Regions from separate parts of the Sus scrofa genome. Here region 2 is linked to region 1. Evidence: chromatin contacts called from public Hi-C data. All regions are on one chromosome and are shown on one strand. The core of a region is the stretch at or near the end of the contact, and the rest is flanking DNA. Distances in the headings are between cores, read along the strand shown.

Evidence for each region. Hi-C and Micro-C count contacts between places; a contact is called where the count stands out from the background.
Region 2: a Hi-C map of omental adipose tissue shows a contact between it and region 1, with 2.0 times the contacts expected there. The contact joins two enhancer-like sites. A contact is called at or near these places in 9 of 47 Hi-C or Micro-C datasets (alveolar macrophages, embryonic fibroblasts, fetal skeletal muscle and 6 more).

Annotation. Positions count from the first base shown.
Region 1 is chr2:136,365,121-136,372,695 of Sscrofa11.1, forward strand. All of the region lies in intron 3 of LOC110259481 (a long non-coding RNA gene), which reads right to left. Among named protein-coding and RNA genes, the nearest start is that of VDAC1, 48 kb to the left of the region's middle. Within about 2 kb of position 4,876, at least 9 of the 83 cell types and tissues checked have an H3K27ac peak or open chromatin away from gene starts, as enhancers often do. A contact at or near this core is called in omental adipose tissue, where this site is marked.
Region 2 is chr2:136,573,052-136,580,626 of Sscrofa11.1, forward strand. No RefSeq gene overlaps it. Among named protein-coding and RNA genes, the nearest start is that of PPP2CA, 54 kb to the left of the region's middle. Within about 2 kb of position 3,845, at least 3 of the 83 cell types and tissues checked have an H3K27ac peak or open chromatin away from gene starts, as enhancers often do. A contact at or near this core is called in omental adipose tissue, where this site is marked.

The sequences.
Region 1 (7,575 bases), core at 3,626-6,125:
GCCCCTCCCCAGAGCAGTGGGGCGGCCCCTTTCCAGGAATCTCCTCAGGGAAGGAAGCCTTTGATACCTCACTGGGTCATAGAAAGGCACAGAAAGGGATCAAAGGGATGCTTTTTGCACGAAAAGGCACCTGCTGGTGCAGGGGAGAAAGCCAGCTAAATAGAGTTGGGTGTGGAGTGCCTGCAGACACGTGATCAAGAAGTCCTTGGGGTCCCCTGGGGGTGGGGTGCACACACAAAGGCAAGAGAGGTTCAGTGAGCGTCCCCACAGCTTGGAGGCAGGGGTGACCTCAGAGATCTCGCCAAAGAGGAGGCTGGGGGGATGGGGTAAGGAGACTTCCGGGGGGGCTGAGCTGACTTCCGGCGCAGGGGGACGGGTCCTGTGCGAGAGAGAAAAGATGCTCTCTTGCCCTGAATGAAGACCTCCGGGCCACAGGGTCTTCGTTCAAGCCCACAGGAGGGTACTCTGGGCCTGCGAAGAAGGCAGGGCCTCCCAGGCCCATGCCCCGTGGGACGGCCAAGTGCATTTCATCAGCTTATGGGGCTGCAGAGCCCGGCCAGCAGCTGCAACATCTGGCTTAGCTGTTTTCTTTTCTTTTTCAGGGGCTGCACCCATAGCACATGGAAGTTCCCAGTCCAGGGACAGGAACCAACCCACAGCTTCAACCTGCAGCAACAGTGGATCCTTTAACCCACTCTCCTGGGCCAGGACCGAACCCACGCCTCCGCAGAGACCTGAGCTGCTGCCTTTGCTGGTTTTCTGTTTCCATTCTGTCCTCCTCTTTCTGCTCTATGGATATATTGGAAGCATATCAGCAAATGAGCCCGTAGTGTTCCCACGTGTGGTGGTGAGGCTGGCTTGACAGTGACAGGGGACACGTGCGGAGGTCTCTGAGGCCACGTCACCACTGTGCTCTGCTCTTCAGGACACCCACATCATGGCAGGCTCCTGGGTCATAAGAGGCTAATCAGTATGCTCCATCATTTTTTCTCTGACTTTTTAAAACCCTCAGAACGTCGTCACTACTCATAAAAGAAATTCATACGCATTAAAGAAAACTGGCCACCCAATGGCCTCACACCTCACTATCCAGCGAAAATTACAGTTAACTTCTTTTTCTATTTTCTTTTCTTTTTTTTTTTTTTTTTGCTATTTCTTGGGCCGCTCCCGCGGCACATGGAGGTTCCCAGGCTAGGGGTCCAGTCGGAGCTGTAGCCACCGGCCTATGCCAGAGCCACAGCAACTCGGGATCCAAGCCGCGTCTTCAACCTACACCACAGCTCACGGCAACGCCGGATCCTTAACCCACTGAACAAGGGCAGGGACCGAACCCACAACCTCATGGTTCCTAGTCGGATTCGTTAACCACTGCGCCACGACGGGAACTCCCTACAGCTAACTTCTTGGCCTATTTCCCGCTCATCTTTTTTTCTCCTGGGCTTTTAAAAAATTTTTAACATAGCTATGTGTCTGCCCCATGCATAACTTGTTATTGCTCCATTTAGCGTTAACTTATTTATTTTTGATTTTTAGGGCCATTCCCGCAGCACGTGGGGGTTTCCAGACTAGGGGTCTAATTGGAGCTGTCGCTGCCGGCCTACACCACAGCCACAGCAACACCAGATCCGAGCCACATCTGCGACCTACATCCCAGCTCACAGGCAACACCGGATCCTTCACCCACTGAGCGAGACCAGGCATCGAACCCGCAACCCCATGGTTCCTAGTCGGATTCGTGTCTGCTGGGCCACAACTGAAACTCCAGCATTAATTTATTTACTGCGATAGCTCCAGTATTTAGCATTAACTTATTTACTGCAATCGCGCCAGTATTTAGGGCAGTACTTGGCACAAATAGAACCTCAATAAATAATTGCTGAACTAAGGAATGAATGAACATTGGTCATTTTTCAATGTTATGCAAAAGTACTAAAAATCATAATAGTGGAGTTCCCGTCGTGGCACAGTGGTTAACGAATCCGACTAGGAACCATGAGGTTGCGGGTTTGATTCCTGGCCTTGCTCAGTGGGTTAAGGATCCGGCGTTGCCATGAGCTGTGGTGTAGGTCGCAGACGTGGCTCGGATCCTACGTTGCTGTGGCTGTGGCGTAGGCTGGTGGCTACAGCTCCCATTAGACCCCCAGCCTGGGAATCTCCATATGCCGTGGGAACAGTCCTAGAAAAAGGCAAAAAGACATAGAAAGAAAAAAAGAAAGAATTATGACAGTGACAATTGAGGACTTACTTGGCGCTAAGTTCTTTACATACATTATTTCATGTGACACAATCCTGTGAGGTCGGTACTATCATTATCCCCATTTTACAGCTGTATAAACTAAGGTTTACAGAGCGATTAGGCCCCAAGCTTAGACAGGTTTCTCCCAGAGGTCTGGCTGACCCTTAGCTTATTTTGTTAATGCATGGTTATCACTGCCTCTTTGTGAATTTTTTTTTTTTTCTTTTTGTTTGAGGCCACACCCGTGGCATATGGAAGTCCCAGGCTAGGGGTTGAATCGGAGCTGCAGCTGCCAGCCTGCACCACAGTCACAGCCACACTGGATCCAGCTGCGACATACACCCCAGCTTATGTCAATGCCAGATCCTTAACCCATCTTGGTGAATATTTTTAGAAAGAGCAATTTTTTTAATGCAGAAATTCCCAGGCCAGGGATTGAACCCATGCCACATCAGTGACAACACTGGATCCTTAACCTGCTGAGCCACCAGAGAACCCTGGAAAGAGCATTTAAAATATTCTTTTACATGGGCCTGGCCATTCCTCAATCACTGCATGTTTAGTTATTTTTCTGCTTTTCCCCTTCTTTGTATAAATAATTCTACACTAGACAACTTTCTGCAAAACCAAACTCCGTATTGAAGTTCTATTCATTAGCAAAGGCTCCCCAGAAGGTGAATGACTGGTTCAAGTGGTGCGTTTTTAAAGCTTGGGAGGCATGTTTTCCCTTCAATTACGTTTTGGGGTTTTTTTGTTTGTTATCCATATGGAAATATAAATGTATTCAATCCACCACCTACTCGTCTCTTTTCGCATCCACTGTTTGCATATTTGAAACACCTTCCCTTGGCAGAGCCGTTAAGACCTGTATTTTCTAGCGGTTGCACAGTTTCCTTTAAATTATTCAACGCTTTGGTTCTTCAGTGCCTCCTTTGGGGGATGTGCTAGAGAGAGGCCCCCCCATTTACACTTCCAAGCCCCCTCAGGAATCCCCCCTCCTCCAGGCAGCGGGAAGATGAAAGGGAATGCCAAATAAGGAGACTGAGAAATTCTTCCGATGTTCTCCTAATTACAGGGGAAGCAGCGCCCCTTCGTCTACACATCAATGACTCGCTCCCGAGGTCATCCCTGTCTTTTTGGAAGCGTCTAAGGTGCTCTGGTGGACCTGGCGGTTAAGGCCCAACTGTCCTGATAAGAACGGACTTAAGAAACTTCTTGACACCACGTTGTGAATCCACGATCCTTCAGTAAAATAGAGGGCTTTTTTTAAAACTCCTGGAAAAACTCACAGGATTCAAAAAAAAAAAGTCTTCACCTGGAATATGAGAACTATATCAAATGAGGGATGAGCGCGCTCCTGAGCACACGGAAGAAGGGACTTTGGGCAAGGGGGCGGGGAGTCGGTGCGGGGAAGGGGGTGGGACCCAGCTGGATAAAGACCTCCCACCCCCGCAGCGGAGGAATCAAGTGGGGAGGTGGCGGCTGGACGCTCCGGGAAGCCGCGCCCGTCTCTCCATCCCCCGCGCAGGACGCCTGCAGGATTCTGGCTGCCCACGCGTGCAGTGCGTGGGCTGTGCGCTGCAGGAGGGCTCGCTCAGAGGAGCCAGGGAGGCGGCCATCCAGCCGGCACCGCCTCCCCCCCCCGCCCCCCGCGAGCTGGGAGGACCGAGCACCTTCGTCCGATTTTGTCCAAGGTGCCAAAAGGGCTGGCAGCTGCCCGGACTGCCCCAGTGAGGTGTCGGAGTCCGGGACAGGAGCCAGGAGGCCGGGCCCTGGCTCCGACTCGACCAGGGCTCTCTGGAGGGGAACCTGAAATACCCTGTCTGGGCCTGAGGCTCCCCCATCTAGCTGATGCGGGGCGGCGGGGGCTCCCCGATTCCCACGGTCCCATAGAGCTCTGTGCTCTGAAGTGGAGCCCGGTGTCAGAGTCTACGAGCAGCCCTTGCCGTGCCCACTGCGCGGGGTGGGAGGGAAGCACGAGGGTGCTTGTCCAGGTCAGGGCCACCCAGAACCAGCCTTCTTCCACCGCAAGGGCTGTTTCAGAGCCATGTGCACTCTGGTGTGGGCTCAGATCCCCGCAAGTTGCCGTGCCCTCTCAGCTCCCTTTTGAGGGCTTGATTCTTTGTCAGAGCCTTGTTGAGTCAGTCGGCCGGTGCCCGGTGCGCACCAGCTGGGTGTGATGCCAGCTGTACCGTCTCCCTTTCCTCCGCCTGCAGCAGAGAGTAGGAAACGCAACACAGCATATTGAGCGCCGGCGCCGGCAGGGTGATGTGCTGACTCGGGAACTCTGACCCGTGGGCCCAGGGCCACGCTGCCCTGTGTTGCAAGTTAAGGAACAGGCTCCAAACCCCAAATGCAAAATACTTAACCAAGCAGGAGGCAAACTCAGATCATGCCGACGACTCCAAACCGAGGCTTTCATGACCTTTCCACCGCTTTGGCAGGTGGGGAAACAGAAGCAGAGTCCTTGCCTCGCCCCCCAGGCAGTCAGTAGAGAGGTGAATTTCAGTTTATTCTAAGCCGGCCCCTACTCTATTCGCCATCCCCCTCACCATCACGCCCCCCCCCCACAAGCCTGGGAGGTTCTGCCTTTTGTCAATTTCCCATGGCTCTACTGGCCATTGCCCAGCCCTCCACCACTCCCTATGCCCTTCCCCTGAGCCTGGCCAGGGCCCAGTGCTCCGGGAGAAGGCCTGGTGCCCATCCTGTAGGAAGAAGCTCAGTGCGTGGCAAAGTGGGGCTGGAAGAAGCCCTCTGAGTGAGGGTGGCGTGGAGGTTGTGCGCTCCATGCCACCTGCCTGAGGCCACATTCCAGGGCAGGAAGGGGGCTAGGCCTTCCTGCACAGATGGGCAGGTTCTTCCTTCCAACCTCCAGTTTGCTGGACAACTTGGGCAACGCAGCCAGCATCTCTGTGCCACTGCCAGATCACAGCCCACCTGCTGTAGCGGATTTTCACCTGACCCCTGCTGCCTCACCTGGGAAAGATGCGTTCTTCCTAAACCACACGTCAACCAGGCAGGAACAGTGCTTCTTTCCCTTTTTATCTTGATGGGGGATTCCACCCTGCATTGGCATTTACTCATGGGCATTAAAAATATGCAGAACAGAGTCCAGCAGAGAAGTTATGACTTCCTGCAGTTTGCAAAACTAAGAGGGAGGAACAATTGGCTCCTTTGTTGCAAAGACTGCTGTTTGTCACCAACAATGGCATTCTTAAGGAATTATGATATTAAAGATTTAATAGCCATTTGATGCATGTAGTAAACCCTTCCCATTACGGCATTTTCTGGAAAGCGCTGTCTTCGTCTGTTACAGGAATTTACCAAGTGTCTTTTAATTAAGTCCGCTCTCAATGAGACACCTCCTCGGTGCAGTCATTTTCTGAATGAAGCTCCCCCGAAGTACTAATTAGTTTGTTTTTAATGCTTAATTGATGCTGCCAACGTGGTGGTTAGGGTGAGGCTGACCTGCTGGAACTGGATGAGGCAAATCTGAGCAGGGGTGATCTCTCCGGCCTGGAGAAATGGAGGGGTTTCATTGCCCCCAAACTCCTCAATTACCGCTGAACTGACCCCAGACCCAGGAAAGGCCTCAGCCCATGGCCCTGCTCGGGATGAACCCAAGGAAGCCACTTACTCTGCACAGGAGTGGGCAGGTGAGCTGCCTTGGTTGGGAGTAGCTGCTGCATCACTAGAGGCCTTGGTAGGAAAGTGGACTGGGGGACCTCAGAGGTCCCTTCCCCCGGCGTCCCTCTGATGGGTCCTTCATTATTCATTGCCCTGTTGCTGACCAAACAGCTATTAGGTCCTCCTCTGTGCTTGTGAGTGAGGAGCAAAAAGAGGCAGGATCCCGTCTGGTGCAACTGCGTGGGGCAGAGCTGGGGGGGTGGGGAGCGATAACCGGTGTCAAGAGCCACAAAGGAGACAGGCCAGGGGCAGCACATGCCTGGGAGGGTTGGAGCCTAGACCTGGGGAGTGGTGTAGGGATGGGAATTAGACCCAGCTGTGGCACCTGCTGGGCGATTTGACCTCAGGGAGGCAGGAGAGACCCTGCAACACCTCCTCGTTTCCTTTATACACATACTTCTTTGGTCCTTGTGATGCATAAAGGCAATCGCCTGTTGTTTTGCATCGTTTCTTCTTTTTACTTTACATACAGGCATTCCTGTTGTGGCTCAGTGGTTAACGAATCCAACTAGGAACCACGAGGTTGTAGGTTCAATCCCTGGCCTTGCTCAGTGGGTTAAGGATCTGGCATGGCCGTGAGCTGTGGTATAGGTTGCAGACGTGGCTCGGATCTGGTGTGGCTGTGGCTCTGGTGCAGGCCGGCAGCTACAGCTCCGATTAGACTCCTAGCCTGCGAACCTCCATATGCCTTGGGAGTGGCCCTAGAAAAGGCAAAAATACCAAAAAAAAAAAAAAAAAAGTACATACACACTTGTAAAAATGTTACACAATATAGGAATACATAGATTAAAAAGTAAAAGTCTCCCATTATTTCAAGTACTGGTCCCTCCCAGAGAAAACCGCTAATGACATCCTGCCAGACCTTTTCCTACGTGTATTTGGGTGTGTGCCTACACGCACACACACACTTGACTTTGCTTGTTTAATCAGATTAAACACATAGGACTGTGACTTGTTTTCACTTTCTTTTTCCTTTTGTCTTTTTGGCTGTGCCCGTGGCATATGAAAGCTCCAGGCCAGGGTTCGAACCCTACCACAGCAGTGACCTGAGCCATTGCAGGGACAACGCCCGATCCTTAACCTGCTGAGCCACAAGGCAACTCCATGAAGACATTTTTTCTCTCTTTTTTTTTTTGGCCACACCTGTGGCATGCAGAAATTCCTGGACCAGGGAATAAACCTGCTCCATAACAGTGACAATGCCAGATCCTTAACCTCAAGACTGCCAGAGAACTCCCTGTTTTCACTTTATGACATAGCAAAACATTCTTCCATATCAGTTGGTACATACAGATCTACCTCATCCTTTTTTTTTTTTTTTTTTTTTTTTTTGGGCCGCACCAGCAGCATATGGAAGTTCCCGGGCTAGGGGTCGAATTGGAGTTACAGCTGCCTGGCCTACGCCACAGCCACAGCGGGATCCAAGCCATGTCTGCGACCTACACCCCAGCTCATGGCAACACCAGATCCCCAACCCACTGAGCAAGGCCAGGGATCGAACCCGAGTCCTCATGGATACTCGTTGGGTTTGTTACTGCTGAGCCACAATGGGAACTCCAGGGCAGCCACTTTTATTTATTTATTATTTATTTATTTTTTTTTTGTCTTTTGTCTTTTTGTTGTTGTTGTTGCTGTTTCTTGGGCCGCGCCCG
Region 2 (7,575 bases), core at 2,595-5,094, 210 kb after region 1:
GATGTTACTAGCATCATAAAGCAGGATGTGATACATGTAATATTTGTTTATATTATATATATAGTATAAGCAATTAAAAATGGTCGTCTAGAGGGAAAATAGATCACCTTGCATGGGAAAAGTTGCAATCATATGAGAACCTACATATATTAAGTACAAAAAATTAATACAATGCAGGAAGATCAAAAGGTGCCAGAAAGGAGTTCCCACTGTGCCTCTGCAGATTCAGGACCCAACGTTGTTTCTGTGAGAATGGATCTGGTATTGCTGCAAGCTGTGGCATAGGGTGCAGATTTGTGGCTTGGATCCAGTGTTGCCATGGCTGTGGTATATGCCTCAGCTGCAGCTCCAATGCAACCCCTAGCTCAGGAACTTCCACATGCCACAGTGCAGCATAAAAAGAAAAAAAAATGTGCTAGAATGAATCAAGTAGACCTGATGCCTGGATGGCTATCAGATATTTTGAAAAAAAAGCAATCAAGTTGGTGCCAAGTTTTAAGCCGGGGTAAACCATGGTACCACTTTTAGAAGCAAGAAAATCAAGGAGCGAAGGGAAAGATGGTTTAGGGAGAAATTAATCTATTTTAATATGGTAAGTTTGAAGAAAGAGCAAAATGATAAAGCAGAAATACTATCAAACATAGGGCTCCATATAAATATCAGTATCAGAATCACAGATCTTGTAATATCTCAAATACCCTCAGGGGTGATGGTCAAGCTATAAGAGCAACACATTCCCCTCGAGGAGGCCAGGAAGAGTGACAGGCTTAAGAACTAAACTTGAGAAATGCTGACAGAGAAACAGGTGGGAAGATAAAATTATCAGTAGAGCAAAAAAGTGCTTGGAGGTGAGAAGAAAACAATGACACAACAAAAAAGATGAGAGTGTTTCCAGAAGGAAAAGATGATTCATGGTGTCAAATGAGACTGAAAAATCAGTAAAATGAGAACATAAAAAATCCCACTGAATGTGACAATTAGGAGATAACTGGTGTCCGTGAAAGGCAAAGTTTTATTATGGTGGTGAGAACAAAGCCAGCCTCAATATTTCATAGATAACTTTATTCCCCAAGGTGTTAAATGCATCAGGGTGCTTCCTATCACTGTGTCTATATTCAATGTTCCTTCTTCCAAACGAAAGGAAGTAAGTGCCACACAGAGAAACTCACTGAGCTACCAGTTGTAACCCCTTCCGCTTGGCCAAAGGATCAGAGCCAGGACTCCCCATCATCACATGAATATCTACTCAATAGATTTCAAAACTTGGCCTGGTTAATTGCCAATTCAGCTGCCACTGTCTCTGCCATAACTCACTTCTCCACATGAGTTTTGGTAGCCACAGAGAACCAATCCCATCAGTAGTAGTTCCCAGTGTAGTTCCCCCCCCTGCACAGGCTCCTTCCAAGGCCATGAGTACAGCCCTAGCAATTTTGAAACTGCAATTTTGTAGTCTTTTTCCCCAAAAAGGGTCCTCAAATTTAAAATCTTCAGGCTCCATAAAAGTTGTATCTCCCTGTGTTAACCAGTAACTCATCCTCTCAGCACCCTATCAACAGCTATGTTTGTAATATCACCTTACCTGCCCCACTAATGCACAAAGACTCTGAGAAAATCCAAAGGAGCCTCAAAAGATGAAAGTTGGGAGATGCTGGTCTGGACTTGTTTTCCCCAGGACGGAAAAGAACTACAATTCTCATATCTTGTATCTGGTATCTTGTTGTGCCATCCTTTGACATGGCCAACTCTAAAAAATGCTACGGAGTCTGCAGAGGTTGATTTTCTTCCTAACTTTAAAAAGAGATATGTTATAGAGATCTTTTTTAAAAAATTCTAAGTGTCACATTTATTCTTAATTTAATGTATGTAACATTTTATAAGCACAGAGCAGACATGAAATGTATTTGTTGTCCATGCCGACTTCATATCTGAACAAAAGGAGACCAAAGCACAGATGTTCTCCGAATTCCACAGGCAGTGTATAATAAGAGTAAAGGGCACTGTAGACCTAGGAAATGAAGTCAGGATCAAATCAGACAACTTGGACAAAAGAACTAAGATCAAAGACCATAATTCTGCATCTTTGAAGGAGATGAATTTCATCAGCACGAACTCACTATGCCCTATGTGTATTAAACCTTATCTCAGTAAGTTCTCACAAACCATGAGGTTGTGGGTTTGATCCCTGGCCTCGCTCAGTGGGTTAAGGATCTGGTGTTGCCGTGAGCTGTGGTGTAAGCCGCAGACATGGCTCGGATCTGGTGTTGCTGTTCCTGTGGTGCAGGCTGGCGGCTACAGCTCCGATTCAACCCCTTGCCTGGGAACCTCCATATGCCGTGGGTGCAGCCCTAAAAAGACAAAAGACAGAAAAAAAAAAAAAAGTCCTCACAATATCTCTAAGAGATAAGGTATTCTTATCTCCACTTCCAAATGGGAAAACTGAGGCAAATAAGTACCACACACATACTCCACAGCGAAGAAGTGATAAAAGCCATGATTCTAATTTCAGCCATCTGATAATAACCTGACTCTATTACATTATATAGCTTTTAATAAAAACTAAATGTTCATTCAACAAAAAAAAAAAAAATTTTTTTTATCTTTTTAGGGCCACACCCACAGCATATGGAGGTTCCCAGGCTAGAGGTCTAATCGGAGCTGTAGTTGCCAGCCTACACCACAGCCATAGCAACGCCAGATCGGAGCCGAGTCTGTGACCTACACCACAGCTCAAGGCAACACCAGATCCTAAATCCACTAAGCGAGGCCAGGGATCCAATCTGCATCCTCAAGGATACTAGTCAGATTCGTTTCCACTGAGCCATGATGGGAACTCCCTCAACAAATATTTTTAAAAATAAAAAAGCCCCAGGAGTTTATAGGCATAGTTTCCACAAATATTCTAATACAACTATGTATTCTGTTTTAAGGATAGTAATTGATGAAACCAATTTTCCAAACTCAAATCTATCAAACAGCAATCCAAAGAAGACTATTGATGGCAGATTATTCCATAATAAATTTTGTGTTTCAGGTTTTTCATGAGGCATCAGATGCTTTAAACCATGTAATAATACTGTTCAATGTAATAACTAGTCACTACAAAGAAATTACTCAGAGATGTCCAAGAGTTGCTGCTGAAAGGTATATAAACAATCTAGGGCTTGGTCTGAAATGTCCTAAGACTGTGGAGCCATTCATCTGCGGAAACCCAAGTCGCAGCATGTATTTTATCACACTTCTTGTTTCAGGAAGTAAAGAACACTGATGTAGAGCAAAAAGCATTACCATAATGGGACCCCATCTTCATATACCAGTTCAGGCCAACAGGGAACTGAATGGCTTGTCCTGTTAGACCAGGGCAGACACTGGCTCCAGGTCCTAAAAATGCTGGACCCTGAGCTCCCTCTGGAGGGAGGATGTTAGGACTGGAGGATGTTGGGACTACCCGACTTCAAAGAGAACTTCAGAATCATCTTTGGTGAGGGGGCATATAGACTAAATAATAGCCGCCAGATACCTGCAATTTCTATACCACTATCTATTAAATGAAAAGCTAACTGTGAACAGCAAGCACCTTAACCCAAAGTTAGTTTGAAAGTCAATCTGAGGCAAACTTCTTTTTAGTTCCTCTCTGAGTTATACATTTCTTCTCTCAATACCATCCAATTAAGCAAAGAAATCATTTCACTTATTCTACGCCAAGAGAGTTAACTGAGAAATCTACACGTCACTGAAGTAGTACTTACACAATTTCTCACTTTCTGATAAGTACTAAGTGTACTAATTTAGGACTTGTCTGGTCTCCTGACAACAGCAACAAAACAAAAATAAACAAAAAAAACAAAACAGAACTGTGGTAACTTTAGGTGGATAATCTAAAATTCTGACTCATATCCTGTAACTCAGCAGAGCATTATTTTGTTTTTACTCTTTCACTTACCTTATCTGAATTTCTCTGTCTCTTTCTAAATTCTGAGAAACAATTTTTCTAACTTATCTGAGAGTCCTCTGCTGTTTCTAAAAAGCATCCTTCACTTTTATCTCTAAATGTAACTAAATTTCAATCCCTCCATTAAAATGCTAACAAACTATAAGCTCACCTGATCTCCTTCACCTTTAAATTTCACGCTGAATGACTGAACTCATTCCTTGTGCAGCTACTTAACAATAAATAGGATCACCATACAGAGACCACATTCTACCACATCAATAAAATTATCCCAAGTTATATTCTTCGGTTTTTTTCCAAGTGATTACTACATAGGAGACAATAAATTCACTCTTTCCTTCACAAGGCAAATGTTACTGAGTGTCAGTAGATGCTAGGCACTATTCTTTGGTGGTGAAATATAGCAACCACCAAAGCACTAAATTCTCTGCCCTCATGTAGTTCATACTTTATTGAAGGGAGACCATTAATACAAGTTCGTAAACTATAGAGCTTTTCCGAGAGAGAAGTGCTATATGAAGAAGTAAAACAGGGAAGGGGAATGGAAGTGGGGGAAGTTGTCATTTTAAGTAATGTGGTAGAGAAAGCTTCATGTAAGAGTAAAAACCAGTAAGGAGGCTGTCCTGAACAACAGGAAGCAGGTAAAGGAGGGAATCATGCAGTCACCTAAAGAAAGATATTTCTCAGCAGAGGAAAACAGCAAAAACAAAGATTCGGAAGCAGGAACAGGAAGAAGGCCAGTGGGCCTGGGGAAAAAAAAAAAAAAGAGCAAAAGGGAGAGAAGTAGCAAATAGGGTCAGAGAGAGGACGGGGCACACTGTGTAGGGCCATGAGGTTACCGTAACGTCTGTGACCTTTACTCTGCGTGAAGTGAGAAGCACTGGAGGTTGTGAGCAGAGCAATGACATCATCTGCTTTACGTTTTATTAAGAATATCCAGGCAGCGAGTTAATAACAAACTGAAGGTTGGGAGTTCCCTGGTGGCTTAGCAGTAAAAAGGATCCAGCATTGTCACTACTATGGCTTGGTGGCTCAGGTCACTGCTGTGTCATGGGTTGGATCCCTGACCCAAGAACTTCCACATACCATGGACACAGCCAAAAAAAAAAAAAAAAAAGAGAGAGAGAGAGAGAGAAACTGAAAGTTGAACAAGGGTGAAAGCAGGAAGATCAACTACTACAGGAGGACTACAAAGTTCAGGCAAGAAATGTCATAAATAGCAGTAGAGGGGTAAAAAGTAGTCAAATCCTGGAGTTTCCGTGGTGGCTCAGTGGTTAATGAATCCAACTAGGAACCACAAGGTTGCGGGTTTGATCCCTGGCCTTGCTCATTGGGTTAAGGATCCGGTGTTGCTGTGAGCTGTGGTGTAGGTCGCAGAGGCGGCTCAGACCCCAGGTGGCTGTGGCTCTGGCGTAGGCTGGTGGCTACAGCTCCGATTAGACTCCTAGCCTGGGAACCTCCATATGCCATGGGAGCAGCCAAAGAAAAATGGCAAAAAGACAAAAAAAAAAAAAAAAAAAGTAGTCAAGTCCTGGACATACCTTGAAGGTAGCGCTGAAAGGACACAGGTTAGAGATGCAGAGAGAAAGAAGACCCCAATGTATCTCTCCTGAGACACTGGAAGAAATGGAGGTGTCCTTAACTACGACAGGGAAACAAGGAGGATGAGGAGAGAATGGGGAAGAGATCAGGATCTTAATTTTGGCTACGGTATCAAGCTTGAAATATCTATTATATGTTTTAGGGGAACGTTGAATAGACAACTGGAAATCTGAGTCTGGAATTAAGCAGTCAAGTCCAGGCTAGAGAGAGAGAATTGAGAGTCATCAGTCTATAAATGATATTTAAGGCCATGTATCTGGATGAGCTCACCAAGGAAATGTAGAAAGAAAAATGGTCTAAGAACAGAGCCTAAATGCTTGATCACTTGAACCACAAAACCATTTTATTTCTTGCCTTCCCTTTGTTTACAGGACTCACTGAGCTATCATTAAGAGAAGCTAACCAGATAAGATAAATTCACAGTGATTATTATCTACTCTTTCTCCAGATGGCTATACATCAACTGTCTGGTGACTCTTACACACTTGCAGCATATGGAGGTTCCCAGGCTAGGGGTTGAATCGGAGCTGCAGCCGCTGGCCTATGCCACAGCCACAGCAACGCAGGAACCAAGCCATGTCTGTGACCTACACCACAGCTCAGGGCAATGCTGGATCCTTAACCCACTGAGAGAGGCCAGGGATTCAACCTGCATCCTCATGGATACTAGTCAGGTTCATAGCTCACTGAGACACAATGGGAACTCCATCTGGTGATTGTTTCCAGGTCTTCAAGTTTCAGAATTAAAGTGAATAAATCTGTTCTTTGGCCAATGACATTTTAAAGAAGGGTGCTACCTTTGTCTGCTCTCTGAGAGGTTTCCTAAATAACAACTGATAACTCATCAATTATAACTCTTCTTAGCAATCCTAAGATAAATGACAATATATTAAATAAGCATGAATAGATCACAGCTTTAAGAACTCTTATTGTTTTGTACTTTTTTTTTTTTTTTTTTTGTCTTTTGTCTTTTTAGGGCCGCACCTGCGACATATGGACATTCCCAGGCTAGGGGTCCAATCGGAGCTGTAGCTGCTGGCCTACACCACAGCCACAGCAAAGACAGATCTGAGCCGTGTCTTCAACCTACACCACAGCTCATGGCAACACTGGATCCTTAACCCACTGAGCAGGGATCAAACCCGCAACCTCATGGCTCCTAGTCAGATTCGTTTCCGCTGCGCAACAACAGGAACTCCTGTTTTGTACTCTTTTTTAGTTTGGCTTCCATCCCATCCATCCTAAGTGCATAATTCTAATTATCTGACCTCAGGATTACTTTTTCAGAAAAGAAAAAAAATGATTATAATTCTCTGCCTTTACAGAGTCATCATAATCAGCTTTCTCTACCCCCATTGGTTAGTAAGATAGTAGGATATTTTATTTGTTTATATCCTTTTGTCTTTTATTAAAATGAAAAGAATATTTTCTCATATCTTATAGTTTATGGCTCCCACATCCACCTAAGATTTCTTGACTGTTTCCCTATGCAGTTCTGCTAGTTTTTGTAACCTGGCCTAACTTTCATTTAGTGTCCTTTAATTTATACTTTGGGCAGCTGTATGATTCTGTTTTAGCTAACTTGTCCTCTTCTTGGCATTCCTATATCCTAGTATATAGTTTGCTCCTATTTAGAGAACTATGTGTTTAAAAGGCATGACTTCCTTAACCTTGAATTTGATGAAAATTCTGCCTCTGCAGCAGTAGTTCTACCACATTTGTGGCCTTAGTAGGCACTGAAACTACATTTATACTATTATCACTCAGGCCTAGGAAATCCAACTCTGTGGGCACAGTTGATAAAAGGGATGCAGGAATGGAATAGAAATAATTTAAGCACCAAAATCAGGACTGTATCTTCTTTAAAAGATTCTCTGAGCTCCATCCCAATCATCATGTTCTAACCACCATGGAAAATTTCCAGTTTTGATGGAAGCAACTCATTACCTCAACTATTTGCTTTGTAACATATATTTACAAGTTAGAGCCATTTGGAAAATGAAAATAGACCAGAAATACAACCC